Regions from separate parts of the Mus musculus genome. Here all the other regions are linked to region 1. The links are chromatin contacts, called in public HiChIP or PLAC-seq and promoter capture Hi-C maps. All regions are on one chromosome and are shown on one strand. The core of a region is the stretch at or near the end of the contact, and the rest is flanking DNA. Distances in the headings are between cores, read along the strand shown.

Evidence for each region. Promoter capture Hi-C pulls out the DNA fragments that hold promoters and counts their contacts. HiChIP or PLAC-seq counts read pairs in DNA pulled down with a chosen protein or histone mark.
Region 2: a contact with region 1 is called in a promoter capture Hi-C map of embryonic stem cells, with 2.3 times the contacts expected there. The contact joins the enhancer-like site here to the promoter of Bap1 in region 1. A contact is called at or near these places in 2 of 39 promoter capture datasets (the C10 cell line and embryonic stem cells), 1 of 484 Hi-C or Micro-C datasets (megakaryocyte-erythroid progenitors), 4 of 115 datasets of contacts at active chromatin or transcription factors (bone marrow-derived macrophages, embryonic forebrain, intestinal villus epithelium and 1 more) and 3 of 9 other capture datasets (adipose tissue, liver and pancreatic islet).
Region 3: a contact with region 1 is called in an H3K4me3 HiChIP or PLAC-seq map of embryonic limb bud, with 3 times the contacts expected there. The contact joins the enhancer-like site here to the promoter of Bap1 in region 1. A contact is called at or near these places in 7 of 39 promoter capture datasets (the C10 cell line, cranial neural crest, embryonic stem cells and 4 more), 1 of 15 datasets of contacts at CTCF or cohesin (large pre-B cells), 18 of 484 Hi-C or Micro-C datasets (the C10 cell line, the CH12 cell line, ECoMG myeloid progenitors and 14 more), 19 of 115 datasets of contacts at active chromatin or transcription factors (the 230-238 cell line, the NIH/3T3 cell line, acute myeloid leukemia and 12 more) and 5 of 9 other capture datasets (adipose tissue, embryonic stem cells, liver and 2 more).

The regions. Positions count from the first base shown.
Region 1 is chr14:31,248,838-31,253,076 of GRCm38.p6, reverse strand. Bap1 (Brca1 associated protein 1) reads right to left here and starts at 1,588. Exons shown (of 17, transcript NM_027088.2): 1 at 1,423-1,588; 2 at 1,298-1,327; 3 at 1,123-1,177; 4 at 17-149. The coding sequence starts at 1,459. Phf7 (PHD finger protein 7) reads left to right here and starts at 1,762. Exons shown (of 11, transcript NM_027949.2): 1 at 1,762-2,372; 2 at 3,360-3,469; 3 at 4,030-4,082. The coding sequence starts at 3,429.
Region 2 is chr14:31,079,204-31,083,469 of GRCm38.p6, reverse strand. Pbrm1 (polybromo 1) reads right to left here. Exons shown (of 33, transcript NM_001081251.1): 21 at 735-920. Among named protein-coding and RNA genes, the nearest start is that of Smim4, 48 kb to the left of the region's middle. Within about 2 kb of position 2,124, at least 14 of the 459 cell types and tissues checked have an H3K27ac peak or open chromatin away from gene starts, as enhancers often do. A contact at or near this core is called in embryonic stem cells, where this site is marked.
Region 3 is chr14:31,455,038-31,459,596 of GRCm38.p6, reverse strand. It overlaps Gm35907 (a long non-coding RNA gene), which reads right to left. Exons shown (of 4, transcript XR_383329.4): 2 at 2,450-2,542. It also overlaps the pseudogene Gm49252. Among named protein-coding and RNA genes, the nearest start is that of Sh3bp5, 21 kb to the right of the region's middle. Within about 2 kb of position 1,391, at least 10 of the 459 cell types and tissues checked have an H3K27ac peak or open chromatin away from gene starts, as enhancers often do. A contact at or near this core is called in adipose tissue and embryonic limb bud, where this site is marked.

The DNA.
Region 1 (4,239 bases), core at 339-2,838:
GCAGAACTCAGCAGACCTGGTGAGCAAAGAACATGTTATTCACAATATCATCATCAATCACAGACGTGTCATCCACCAACGTAGAAACCTTGCGGCGGGACCTGCGCTCTTCGATCCATTTGAACAGGAAGATAAATCCATACACAGGCCTAGAGAAGCAAGAGGCAGATGACAATCAGCATCCCCTTCTTTCTCTCCCTAATCCTTTGCACTGAAATGCTCTTGCACTGAGTCCCTCACTCTTAACCAAACTGTATCCAACATGGCTCTGAGACCTCAAACCCCAGAAGCCTATCACAGGCAGTCAAGTATGAGCCTGAAGCTCTCAAACCCCACTCGGTCTATGAGGTCTAGGCAAGAGAAGAAGGAAATCTGGAACTGCTGGCCCAGGATGGAGCAAGGTAGGGACACAATAAAAGGCACAAAAACGTTGATGAAGAATTAAGTACCAACTCACTGGTGGACCTCGGCCTCCAGTCCTAGTAAAATGAGTATAGTGCGTGAACTCCCAAACCAGTTCCTTCCCTTGGAAGCAGTTAGGTTCTCTATGCCTCTATTCTATAGATTTCCAAAACAAGACTCTGAGTTTAGGTACCTAAAAAAGGCCTTCTCACACTAACCAATCAATACAGGACAACTGTGTTCAGTTTTGTTGACACATGGTCTCACTAAGTAGCGTAGGTTGGACTCAAACTCAGAGATCTGCCTGCCTCTGCCTCCCAAGCATTGGGACTAGAGGAGAGCGCCACTAATGGTCAGGACAAATGTTGTGTGGTGATTAAAGGCACAGCACATGTGGTGATGTAATTAATGGACTGTACACTTACAAAAAAGGTGCAACACTATGCAACGGAGGGTTCCGGCTGCAAAACCAGAAAGGCAGCTCAACTGTACTCCACGAGTGCTTAGGGTTAAAAGGAGGGCTACAGCTTTCTAAGGAGAAACACTGAGGAAAGACTGAGAAGAAAAGAAAAGTCCAAGAGGGCACCCACAAAGAGTGACACTTTCTTATGTGATATTTTATATAGCTCAGGTTTTCTAGTACTGCCTCCCTTGAATGGGGTACTATTCCCCTGCCCTTTCTCGGCCCTCCGGAGGTAAGGGGGCGTCCCAGCCACTCACCCCTGGCATTTACTCTGAAGGTCATAGATCTCCTCCACTTGCACCCCTTTGACACCTACGATCAGGAAAGGAGAGGTCGGCAGGGCAGTCCCAGGCTCTGCTGCGAGAACTCAAGGACCAACCCCCACATCCACACCAGCCAGGGACCGAAGGTCGTGGGTAACGGGGTTCTTACCGAAATCTTCCACCAGGAGGGTGAAGAGGCCTGGGTGGGACGACAAGAAGAGGGATTTGTCATGCAGGTGCGTCCGGGGCCCATCCGGCCTCCCCAGCCCCCGGCCCGCCGAGGCCCCTCCGTACCTGGGTCACTCTCCAGCTCCAGCCAGCCCTTATTCATCTTCCCGCGGAGCGGCCTCTCAGCGCCATGTCCAGGCCCTGCTAAACCCGCGCCGCCCCCAACCGGGAGCGCCCACCGCCCTTAGGGCTTCTCAGCCCCGCACAGACAACGGGCCGCGCCGCGTCACTCGCCCGCGCCGGACGTACAACGTCATCATCACACGACGAGCCTAACCCGGGGGCTGGTCTTCCGCCGGCCGAACGGCGGGGGCGGAGGCGGAGACAGAGGCGGGCATGCACGCGCGCGCGCGTCGAGGCGAGGGCGCGCACGTGCGGAGGGCGGGGCGGGCGCGCGGCCGTTAGCGGTCCTCGTTTTGGCCACAGTCCGCGTGACCCCATCCCCCCTCAGCACGCTCGCCTCCTTCGACGGCGCAGTCACCGCGCGGGGCGGCCGCCCGTGAAGTAGTTACCACGTCTTGTGTCAACGACTAAAGCTCCGGGACAGCGGCGCCCTCGGCGACAGCTGGGTGGGCAGCCTGGGCTGAAAGCGGTGGCCCGTAGCTTCCGTGAGAGCGAGCAGCGGAAGCAGCCTCCAGCCTGGCCTCGCCACAGCCGCCCGGCAAGGGAGCCCTGGCATGCGCGGAATGCTCCTTGAGCCCTCTTCTGACTGTTACCTTTGGGGGACGGTTGTGGCCACACTGACGTATTTTCCAAATAAATCGTTTATTCTTGCGGCGGCGGGACCGAACACGTTAATATATTTTTAATTTACCCAACACTTTTATCCAGTGATACAACTTGGTAAGCGTTTCGAGCGAGCATCCGCCGGGTTAGGAAATCGCGGACTGAGCAGCTTGCATTTGCCACGACCGTCCTCAACTGTTTTGAAGATTCCATCTTATAACTACCAGTGTGCACAGACTACTACTCAAGTAACGTCGTGTCCCAGCGATGCAAAGAACTGAAATCTCAAGGTTTATTTCTATTTTAACACAGTCGGGTTTAGCGCCAACATACTAGGAAGTAAAGTAGATCCCCGTGGGGACACGGAAAGGTTCCAACCCATCTCAGCCCATCCACGTTTAGTAAGAAAACAAACTGATGTTAGCTCTGCAACTGCATCTCCTGTGTTGGGAAAAGCTAGCGTGAAGTTTTGATGGCTTGTAAGCAGTTAGCAGTTAGAAAAGTCTGACATTCATGAAGAGATTCAGAATCGCCAGCCTTGACTTGAGGCTCTGGATACTGAAGTATAGTATATCTCTGGAGGGACCTAATTGACTGAGGTCTTTTAAGAAATGCTGTCCAAACCCGGCAGTGGTGGCGCACGCCTTTAATCCCAGCACTTGGGAGGCAGAGGCAGGCGGATTTCTGAGTTCGAGGCCAGCCTGGTCTTATAGTGAGTTCCAGGACAGTCAGGGCTACACAGAGAAACCCTGTATCGAAAAACAAAACAAAAAAAGAGATTTATTTTATGTATATGAGTACACTATAGCTGTCCTCAGATACACCATAAGAGGGCATCAGATGCCATTACAGGAGCCACCATGTGATTGCTAAGAATTGAACTCAGGACCTCTGGAAGAACAGTCAGTGCTCTTAACCATCTATCCGACCCGGTTCCAATGAGATACTGCAATGAGATAAAATTATAACACCGTAGTTGATGTCAGCTTTTGTAATCATTAAATCTCACCTAGGATCACTGATTCTGACCTTGGCCATGACGTTTATCTCTCTAACTCAGTCTCCTCAACTTGAAAATAAGGGTTATTAGTGTGCCTATTGTTAAGTGCCTAAACGGTTCTTGGAACCATTTAATCACTATTGGCCATCACTAGCATTAATATTGTCTATAACCCCTTTATCAAATGAGTTGAGAAGTATACTGTTGCTTTGATCTTGTAGAACTTGATAACCAAATGTAAAATTAAATTGCTAACCTATTTCGTTTATGTTTGTAGCTGGAAAAGCCTGCATTATCTTCATAATAGCACAGAAGAATTCTAGATAGGAAGGACAGACGGAAACGAATGAAGACTTTAAAAGAAAAAAACAAACATCCAAGATTGAGGTAGAGTAGGTGACCTGAAGGAGTTGGGGAAATTCCTTTGATACACGCTGCATTTTCTGCTTCCTTTAACATACTCTTGGGCTAGGGTTAGAGAGTGACAAAGCGTATATCAGAGCCCTTCCCCCACCCCCAAGAAGCCCTCCTCTCTTCCCAGTGCTGTCCCCAGTGGCTCAGTGGCAGCTGTGGAACTTTACTATTTAAATCTCAGTGGTGCCTGAGCTAGTACTCCTCTGAGCAGGGTTAATCTCAGAGGTGGCAGGCGGAATTCTGAGTGCCGGCTATATAGCCAGCCTAGTCTATAGAGGGAGTTCCAGGACAGCCAGGGTAGTTACACAGAGAAACCTTGTCTCAAAAGCCCAAACAAAAAAGAAATAGTACTCCCTTTTTAGAATGTTGTGTTGAACTAAACTCATGATAGTTGCCAACAGTAGTGCCTGTCACTGGAAAACAGTGCACTTCAGGGACATTTTAGTGTACTTGGGAAGCTGGCAAAAGAAAATAAAAGTAGAAGGCTTGTCAGCAGGGTCCTCAACACTTTTGCTGTTCTTTCTCTTCTATAGAAAAACTATCAGGACTAAGAAGGTAACACAGAGGAAGCTGTCTTCAAGTCCTGGTAAGAGAGTGGAGGTGGAGTTGAGTTCCTGCTTCCAGCCATTAACAAAGAAGGCCCTTCCCATGGTGCTCTTTCGTTGCCAACCCTACTTCTTTCCCAGATTCTCTAAGGTCCCAAAGAATTTGGTGTCTGAAGTTTTAGCATGTCGTATCTGAGG
Region 2 (4,266 bases), core at 875-3,374, 170 kb after region 1:
ATATTGGAAAAAATTTGCTAGATTAAAAAAATGAGTCTTTTGCTCTTCTTAAATCTTTGCCATCCTACACAGAGTTTGGCTCTAAGTATTACTGAATAATTGACTCTTTCTCCCCATTAAGAAGTTACATTTCTGACTCAATTGTGACATTGCCCAACAATGCTACATACCATGTTTGCATATGGCTGGGTGGTTAATTATATTTACTGATACACTGAACAGTAAATTTATTGATGTAGCTATTGTTAAAAGGCTTAAATATGAGTTAAAATTTTTTTCTTCCTGATGATCATGGAAAAAGAAATCCCCCCCCCACCCCCCATTTTTTAGGATTAAAAACAAATGTACATGTGGGGCTAGAGAGATGGCTCAACAGTTAAAAGCACTGGCTGCTCTTTCAGAGGTCCTCAGTTTAATTCTCAAAACCCACATGGTGGCTCACAACCATTTAAAATGGGATTCTATGCAACAGTGTACTAATACAAAATAAGTAACTCTTTAAAAACAAACAAAAATCCAACACGCATGTATGAGAGTTTTGCCTGCATGTATGACTGTGTATCATGTGTGTGCCATATGAAGGCTTCAGATCACCTGGAACTAGAGTTAAGGATGGTTGTGAGCCATGATGTAGGGATTGAGAACTGAAGCCAGGACCCTGGCAAGAGCAGCAACTGCTCTTAGCCACTGAGCCATCTTTCTAGCACCTGACCTTCAATTTAAATCAAACTTACCAGCTGAATCCTCCCACAGTCTCTCAATACACACTATATGTGGTTGTAGATTGGCCTCCGCAGGTTCAACATAGACATAATCTCCGACATGATACATGCTGTTCTTAAAGCTGCAGTCCTGGCTGTATGTACGATGTAAGCCTGAGAGGCCTGTAGTACCTGAGGAATCTTCACTTTTTTCAGCTTCTTGGGTTAAAAATAAGTAAATAAAAGACACTCAGTAAAAGATTGTGGTTGTCAGAAAAACATTCAAACAACACATCAAATTAATACATTTAATCCAGTCTCTTCCCTCCTTCCCCCTCTCCCCTTTTTGAGACAGGGTCTCTCTACATAGCCCAAGCTAGCCTCAAATTTGGGGTCCTCTTGCACTAGCTGCTGGGACTGTGGGGATAAAGCACCACAGTGGCATTCAAAGAGAGGAATCAGGAAAAATAGCACCATCAGCATATTCTCAACAGTCTGTACCTCAAGCTGTAGCTGGAATTTTGAGGTGGGGGAGGATCTCACTAAACTGTCCTGTTCTTGAATTCACAGGCTCAAGTGTTCTAGTCCTGCCTCAGCTTCCCATGTAGCTGGGATTATATGTGTTCACCAATATAGCTAGCCTCAATATGGCCTTTCTGAATGAAAACAAACTGACATTAATTTAAGCAACCATTCTACAGAACAAAACTAACCACCTTAATAATGTACACTTACTAATTTTCAAGAATTCAGCATAAATCACATAACCCTATAAAAAATGTGATATACCTCTTTCCCATACAGATGTTTCTAAATTATTTCTTCTAAATTATTAACTGACTATATTAAATTTAGTGATTTTAGAAATAAATGTGTATGGCCTATAATGGTAAGCCAAGTGTTTATAAAATACCATAAACATTTTCTCTTGAGATGAAATATTTATAAGCAATATTCTCATTTTGTTATGTAAGATCTTCCTGCCCTTCCCTCCTTTGTGAACCTGGGAGTGAAACCAGTGTCTTATGTACACTAGTTATGCATTGTAGGCAAGTACTTTACCAATGTGTGCTACATATCCCAGCCGTTATTTTTGTCAAAAAATCATCTTTTAATGGTCCTAATACATTTGCTATCTGCAAATACTTCAGACTATATTACTTTTCTGAAAGTAAAACACACTTGATATTACTATATACAGATGATAGTCAAATAAAACACTCTCTGAAGATAGCAAGTCTCAGGTGAGTGGGTCTGTGCCAGCTTAACTGAACTCCCTAGACTTGTTCCCCAAGACCAGTTCTGCCACAGCTCCCTCTCAACTAACCACCTGCCCCTTAGTTACACCCCTGCCCCTAATTCTGACAGTCTCCAGCTGCTCAGGTGCAGCCCACACCACTCAGATGAACAGAGACCCCCTGCTGCACCAAAGGCCTGGCAAGTAGCCAGAAGTCAATCCTCCAACCAGAGACTTCCTAGTGAGTCAGAGGTCAAGCAGGTCACCAGAAATTGAGACCACAAAGCTCAGAGGACCAAAGAAAAAACAGAAACCAAGGAAGAAAACACTTCTTCAACAAATGCAGCTAAAGCCCAAGAAAATGACCTTAAAACCAATTTTAGGGGCTGGAGAGATGGCTCAGCAGAAGAGCACTGACCGCTCTCCCAGAGGTCCTGAGTTCAATTTCCAGCAACATGGTGGCTCACAACCATCTGTAATGAGATCTGAAGCCTTTCTCTGGTGTGTCTGAAGATACAGTGTACTCACATACATAAGTAAATCTTTTAAAAAACTGGATTGCCGCCTGGAACTGTACATTGAAATAAAGCCTTCTTCCCCCTGTGTTGCTTCTGGTCAGGGTGATTTAAAAAAAAACAAAACAAACTGGGCAGTGGTGGCGCACACCTTTAATCCCAGCACTTGGGAGGCAGAGACAGGCAGATTTCTGAGTTCGAGGCCAGCCTGGTCTACAGAGTGAGTTCCAGGAAAGCAAGGGCTACACAGAGAAACCCTGTCTTGAAAAATCAACAAAACAAAACAAAACCAACTTTAGGAAGATGACAGAAAAGAAATCGAAGAAAAGAATGCCGAGACAAAACAAACAGGTAAAGGAAACTCTTCATGACCTTAAAATTGAACTTAGAAGCAATAAAGAAAACACCAACTAAGGGAATTCCGGAAATGGAAAATCTAAGTAAGCAAACAGAAACTACAAATGAAAGATCACCAATAGAATATAAGAGATAGAAAACAGAAGATATAATAGAAGATATTCGTCGGTATAAGTCATCTAAAAAGATCCTGACAGAAAATATGCAGAAAATCTAGGACACCATGAAAAGACCAAACCTAAAAATAATCGGAATAGAAGGAAAAGACTTTCAGTTCAAAGGCCCAGAAAATATTCTCACCAAAATCGAAGAAAATTTCCCTAAAGAAAGAGATGCCCATAAACAGATAAGAAGCTTACAGAACACCAAATAAGTTGGACCAGAAAACAGAAGTCTCCTTTGCCCCCTCCACTACATAATAATCAAAACACTAAATATACAGAAGAAAGAATATTAAAAGCTGCAAGGGGAAAAAGCCAAGTAACATGTAAAAGCAGACCTATTAAAGTTACTCATGACTTCTGCACATAAATTCTAAAAGCCAGAAGGACTAGGACAGATGTTTTGCAGACTCTAAAAGAACAGATGCCAACCCAGACTAATATACCCAGGAAAAGTTTCAATCACCAAAGATGGAGAAAACAAGCTATTTCATGACAAAACTAAATTTAAACATTTTCCACTTATTCATCTATAAATCCAGCCCTACAGAAGATACTACAAGGAAAACTCCAACCCAAGGAAGTTAACTACACACAAGAAAACATGGGAAATAAATAATTTCACACCAGCAAGACCAGAAGAGAGAAACACACACACACATACACCACCACCACCACCACCATCACCATCATCAAAATAGCAGGAATTATCAATCACGTGTCATTAAAATCTTTCAACATCAATGGACCCAAATCCCCAATAAAGACACAGGCTAACAGAATGGATATAAAAACAGGATCCATCCTTCTGCTGTAGAATCCAAAAGAAATTCAAGACCACTTAGTCCTTTCCCCCCAACCCCCAAGGGACTTTCCAAACTACACAGTTTTAGTGGTCAAAATGACCAGACTAAGCCTGCAGCTGCCAAAACAAGATTAGCAGTTCCCAGAAAAATTCTCCTCCCCTGCCCCACACTGAATTCTGAGAAAAACCACAAACTGCCCTGACCTTGTCGCTAGAATTCCCTGTGATGTTAATAGCTGACCCATAAGTTCAAAATGTACTGCTGCTTTGCTGACCAACCATAATAACCCACCATAAGGGCAGGCAGAGTGAGGGACTAGGCCAAAGGTAGTCACGCTATATAAACCAACCAATGCCTGAAAAGGTTACTTGCTACAATGAAAATAAGCCAGCTAGCCCTGTTGCCTAAATCTGCCCCTTACAAGGTATAAAAAGTGTGTTCTTTCTTTGTTTGGGGTCTCTCCTCTTGCCTGCGTGCTGAGGGGTTCCC
Region 3 (4,559 bases), core at 142-2,641, 210 kb before region 1:
CCACACTTGGGAAGCTGAGGCAGGAGGATAAGAAATCAAAGGTTATCTCTAGCTACATGAGGAGGGGGAGGGGGAAGGGCAGGGGAGGGGGGAGGAGAAATCTGACAGTAGCCAGGGAAGGTGGCAAAGGCCTTGAGTCTGCACTTGGGAGGCTGGCACAGAAGGCTCAGGAGTTTGAGATCAGCCTCAGCAACACAGACACTTTGAGGCTAGTCTAGTCTACACAGCAAGACTCTCATCAACATGTTTTTTTTTTTGGGGGGGGGGAAGAGTGGGAGTGGATGCAAAGAATGTATTACTCTTAATTAGAAAAGAAAAATCCTGGGTGTGGCCAGAGCTCGGCAAGGAGCCTGAAAGAGGGTGCATGACATGGGGGTCACCATGGACATGCACCAGGTGTTCCAGGATCCCATTGAGCAGGTGGTCGCTTGCTTCCTCTGAAAGGTGAGTATTTTAAAGGTACCTGATAATCCAGCTAGAAGAAGAGTCATGGCTGAGCCTTCAGAAAAGGAACATGGCTATCCGGAGTCGCTGCCTCACGTGGACACAGTACGCATCCTTGAAGGAAGCGTCTGTCTTCCGGGAAAGCATAGAAAGTCCAGGTTGGACAGAGTTCATTCAAACAGGCAGAATTCCAGTCACAGCGGCTGAATTTCTCAACTGTGTTTTGGAGACTTTTGCTAGAACGTTCTTAAGACAAGGAGCCCAGAAGGGAATTAGAATATTGGAGATGCTGCTAAAGGAACAGTGTGGCTCCCCCTTAGTGGAATAAAAGAAAATCAGGACACTGCCACTGTGTCTACTCTTTCCCAAGACTCATTTCTTAGCCATAACATCATAGACACAATTACTGGTTGCTGGTTTCAAGATAGAGTCAGAGTGGCTTAGAGAAAAGGGAACTTTCCTGCTAGTCACAGACTTGACCCTCACTCCCCTTGGGGCCTGTTCAAGTCATGGGACTCACAGAGCTGGAGGTTTATGGCCTGGTCTCTTTACGATCTCATGAATAAAGGGAAAAACCTATCAAAAAGAAAAGAGAAGAAAAGAAAAATCCACAGACTGTCAGCCCAGTGTGGAACCTTAAAACAACACACTACAGATTAATCTCATGGTTAAAGATACAATCTAGTAGTGATTAAAAAGTAATACAGTAAGACCAAGCACAGTGTGTCCTGGTAATGCACATTGTGTGTGTGTGTGTGTGTGTGTGTGCGCGCGCGCGCGCGCACGCACATGTGCATGTGCATGCGTGCTCTCATGCACATGGGGACTGGTTTAATAACTAGTTCTCTGAGAAAGAAAAACAAGTAGGTTTGACATATGGCATTGGGCAACTTCTGTGGCGTAAACACTCCCATCAGGGCCAGTTTTAAACTCTCAGCATGACCTCAGCCAGTTTGACAGGTCTGGCAGTAGGGTCCCTCAAGCAGGTGGGAGCCAGCTGCAGACATTCCACTGGTCCAGCTTGTCCATAAAGATGCACAATGTTAAATTGATTGCCTCGGGGTGGGGGAACCAGGGCCACCAGTTGCACCATCATTGCACCAACAATCCCCTATGTTTGTGACCAGGTCAGGACCAGCCAGCCACGGTGGGGCCACTTTTCTGCTCACAGTCCTGACAGGACTAGATTCAGATCAGGCCTGCTGCAGACAAGTGACAACCAGGGGGTGTGACCTCTTGGTTTTTCTGCAGGAGAGGGCAGGGGAAATCACTGCTCCCCCCAGTTGGCAGATACTGACTCCAGACAAGCTTGCCCTAGAGGACTGGGAGAGCAAGGAAGGCTTCCACCTAAAGTGTGCAGCGAAGGGTGGGTCTCCTGCATGCTGGCATGCTTAGCCTGCCTTCCTGTGTCCCATGGATCACACACACAGCCTTTCTTTACCCTCCCCCTTCTCTGAGCCAGGCCCTCCTCCTTCGAGCCTCCCATATCTTTCCAGTAAGTTCCTTTTTTTTTAGCTACCCACTCATGAATCCCACCAGTCCTTATGCACGGGAGCGTAACCCCTGGGCACAGGAACCCCAACAAGTCACGTCAACGATAGATGATGACCAGATTCATTCTCTAGGCTTAGAATGGGATTCTGGGAGCATGGACTCAGCAGCTCCTTCCAGGTTTACCCAGTATCTTTATTTTTTAGGGTACTGGGGATTGAACCCAGTTCGCCTTGCATGTGCATTTGTACCAATATGGTACACCCCAGATCCATGCCTGTCAACTCTTTGGGAGGTTTCAAAATACACACAGAATTTCTGGGAACAAACTGTTGTGCAGGCTGCTGCCTGTTGCCTCGTGCTGTCGGGAAAAGAGTGTTTCCTTCCCGTGGGCTCTGTCCTCCCTGCCCCATGGTTCTCCACCTTTGAGGAGCACTGTCTCCCCACACAGGGAAAAGCACAGTGAGAAGGTGGTAGCACACTGTGTGAGCTTGTCCATCCTCCATGTACTCACCTGTATCATAATTCAGCACCTAGTAGGACCATATCTTTCTGGGGACAAGAGCAGTGAAGCATAGACGTGGATGCCAGTAGCCCCATCTTTTACCTGGAGAAGGACAATGAGCAAAACGGTCCTAAACAAATGGAGGAGTGGTTTGGAGAAAGGGAGAAGCCAGGGAAGGGCATTCTGGGAAAATAACCCAGACCGAGGGAGAGCCAGCCATATGAGGAAGAGCAAACTTGTCAGTCAGAGGAAAAGCAGAGACAGAGATCTCCCGGGGAGATGGGCACGAGGCCGGGAGACTAGGTGCCCAATGTGGCTGCAGGGAAGTAAGGTGGAGGCCAGAATATCACACAGAGCTGGTGGGCACTGAGAACTTAGTATGTTTATGATGGACAGTGAACAGGAAGTGGTCAGCAGGAAGGGTCATCAGACAGGAAGTGGTCATCAGGAAGGGCCATCAGCTCTGACGGGGTCTAGTCCATTGTGGCTATAGGAGGGAGAATGGACTATCATGGACTAAGCATGGAGGCAGGAGCCTAGCTGGCAGGTGGGAGGGAGGCTAGAGATAGTGGCAGCACAGAGCCATCTGCTATGCAAGGCTGTGCTTGATCCTCCAGCCAGAAGCTGTCACTGCAACCCAGAAACTGTTTACTCCCCCAAAACCAAACTCTATAGATTTATTCTGAAACCGTAGTAATTATAGGGCAATTTCTCTTCACACCTTCCCTGCTAACCCATGATCACCCCCCCCCCCCGCAATTACCTTCTGTAATCTGTTCAACCCACCTACTCTGACACCACGTTCAAGCCATCTGCCACCCTTTTAAATATTACCAACTCCAATATTATGAATTTTTAACACTGATGTTTTTGAGACAAGATCTCTCTGTAGTCTATGCTGGCTCTGAGTGTGCTATATAGACCAAACTGATCTGGAACGCATCATCCTGCCTCCACCAGCAGGCTGGGATTACTGGCATGTTTCACCACAGCCAGCCCTCCCGACCTGATTTTATATATTACCAGATTAAAGGGATGAGATAGACTTCTGGAACTAAATTTCACATGTAAGTTATTTGATAATTTTATATAATGTAAACACCCTGCATCCTTTACTATTTCAGGAATGTATTCACTTGCCTGTTTATCTGTCTGTCCATCCCTCCATCCCTATGATCTGGTCCATTCTTTGGTGGATAGGAGCTGGAAAGCCTGAGGCAAATGGTACAGACTTTACCCTCCCCTGGGAGGCCCCTCTGCCAGCTTCATCATGGCTGGCTCTTTATTGGGGCCACCCCGTTACTTCTCACAGCTTCCTAGAAGGCTGATGTGATCACTCCTGTTTTTAATGGATGAGTGTATTGAGAAAGGAATGGTTTCCCTTTGGGTATAATACACAGTGGCGCACAGAAGAGCTAGGACTGAAGTCCACCCTGCTCAACTCAGAACTCCATGCTCAGGCCTAGGGAGGCAGCTTGGTGGTGGAGCACTTGCCGAGCATGTCCAGGGCCTTGGATTCAGTTTCTTGAAATGCAGTCAATTTCATTCATTCATTCATTAAAATAAAATTTAAATAAACATTTCAAAACAGGTGTAGTGGTACATATCTGTGGTTGCAGCATTTGTGAGGTAGAGGCAGGAGGATCAAGATTGTTTATGGCCAGGCTGGAGTGATAGCTCAGCAGTTATGAGCACTTTGTTGCTCTTCCAGAGGACCCAGGTGCAGTTCCCAGCATCCACACGAAGCCTTACAATCATCTGGAGCTCCAGGCCGAGAGGATCTGACGCCCCCTCCTGGCCTCTATGGGCATTGCACACATAAGGTTTACATACATGCTGGCAAAACACCCAAACACATGCACACACAATACACACACACCCCAAAATAAAACAAAAAAAAACCAAACTTTGCCAGGGATAGTGGTGTCAACCTCTGCAGAACAGCGGTGAATAGGTTCTGTGGGTCTCAGTCAGCCAGAAGTCTTACAGTTCTTAGAAGAGAAACAAGGGTGGCCTTCAGGGCAGATAGCTGAGGTCCTGCTACTGTGGCAGTGCCAGGTGCCAGTGCCAGCGGTAGGGGCGGTGGCAGTGCCAGCAACATCAAGGGGGTGGCAGCAAC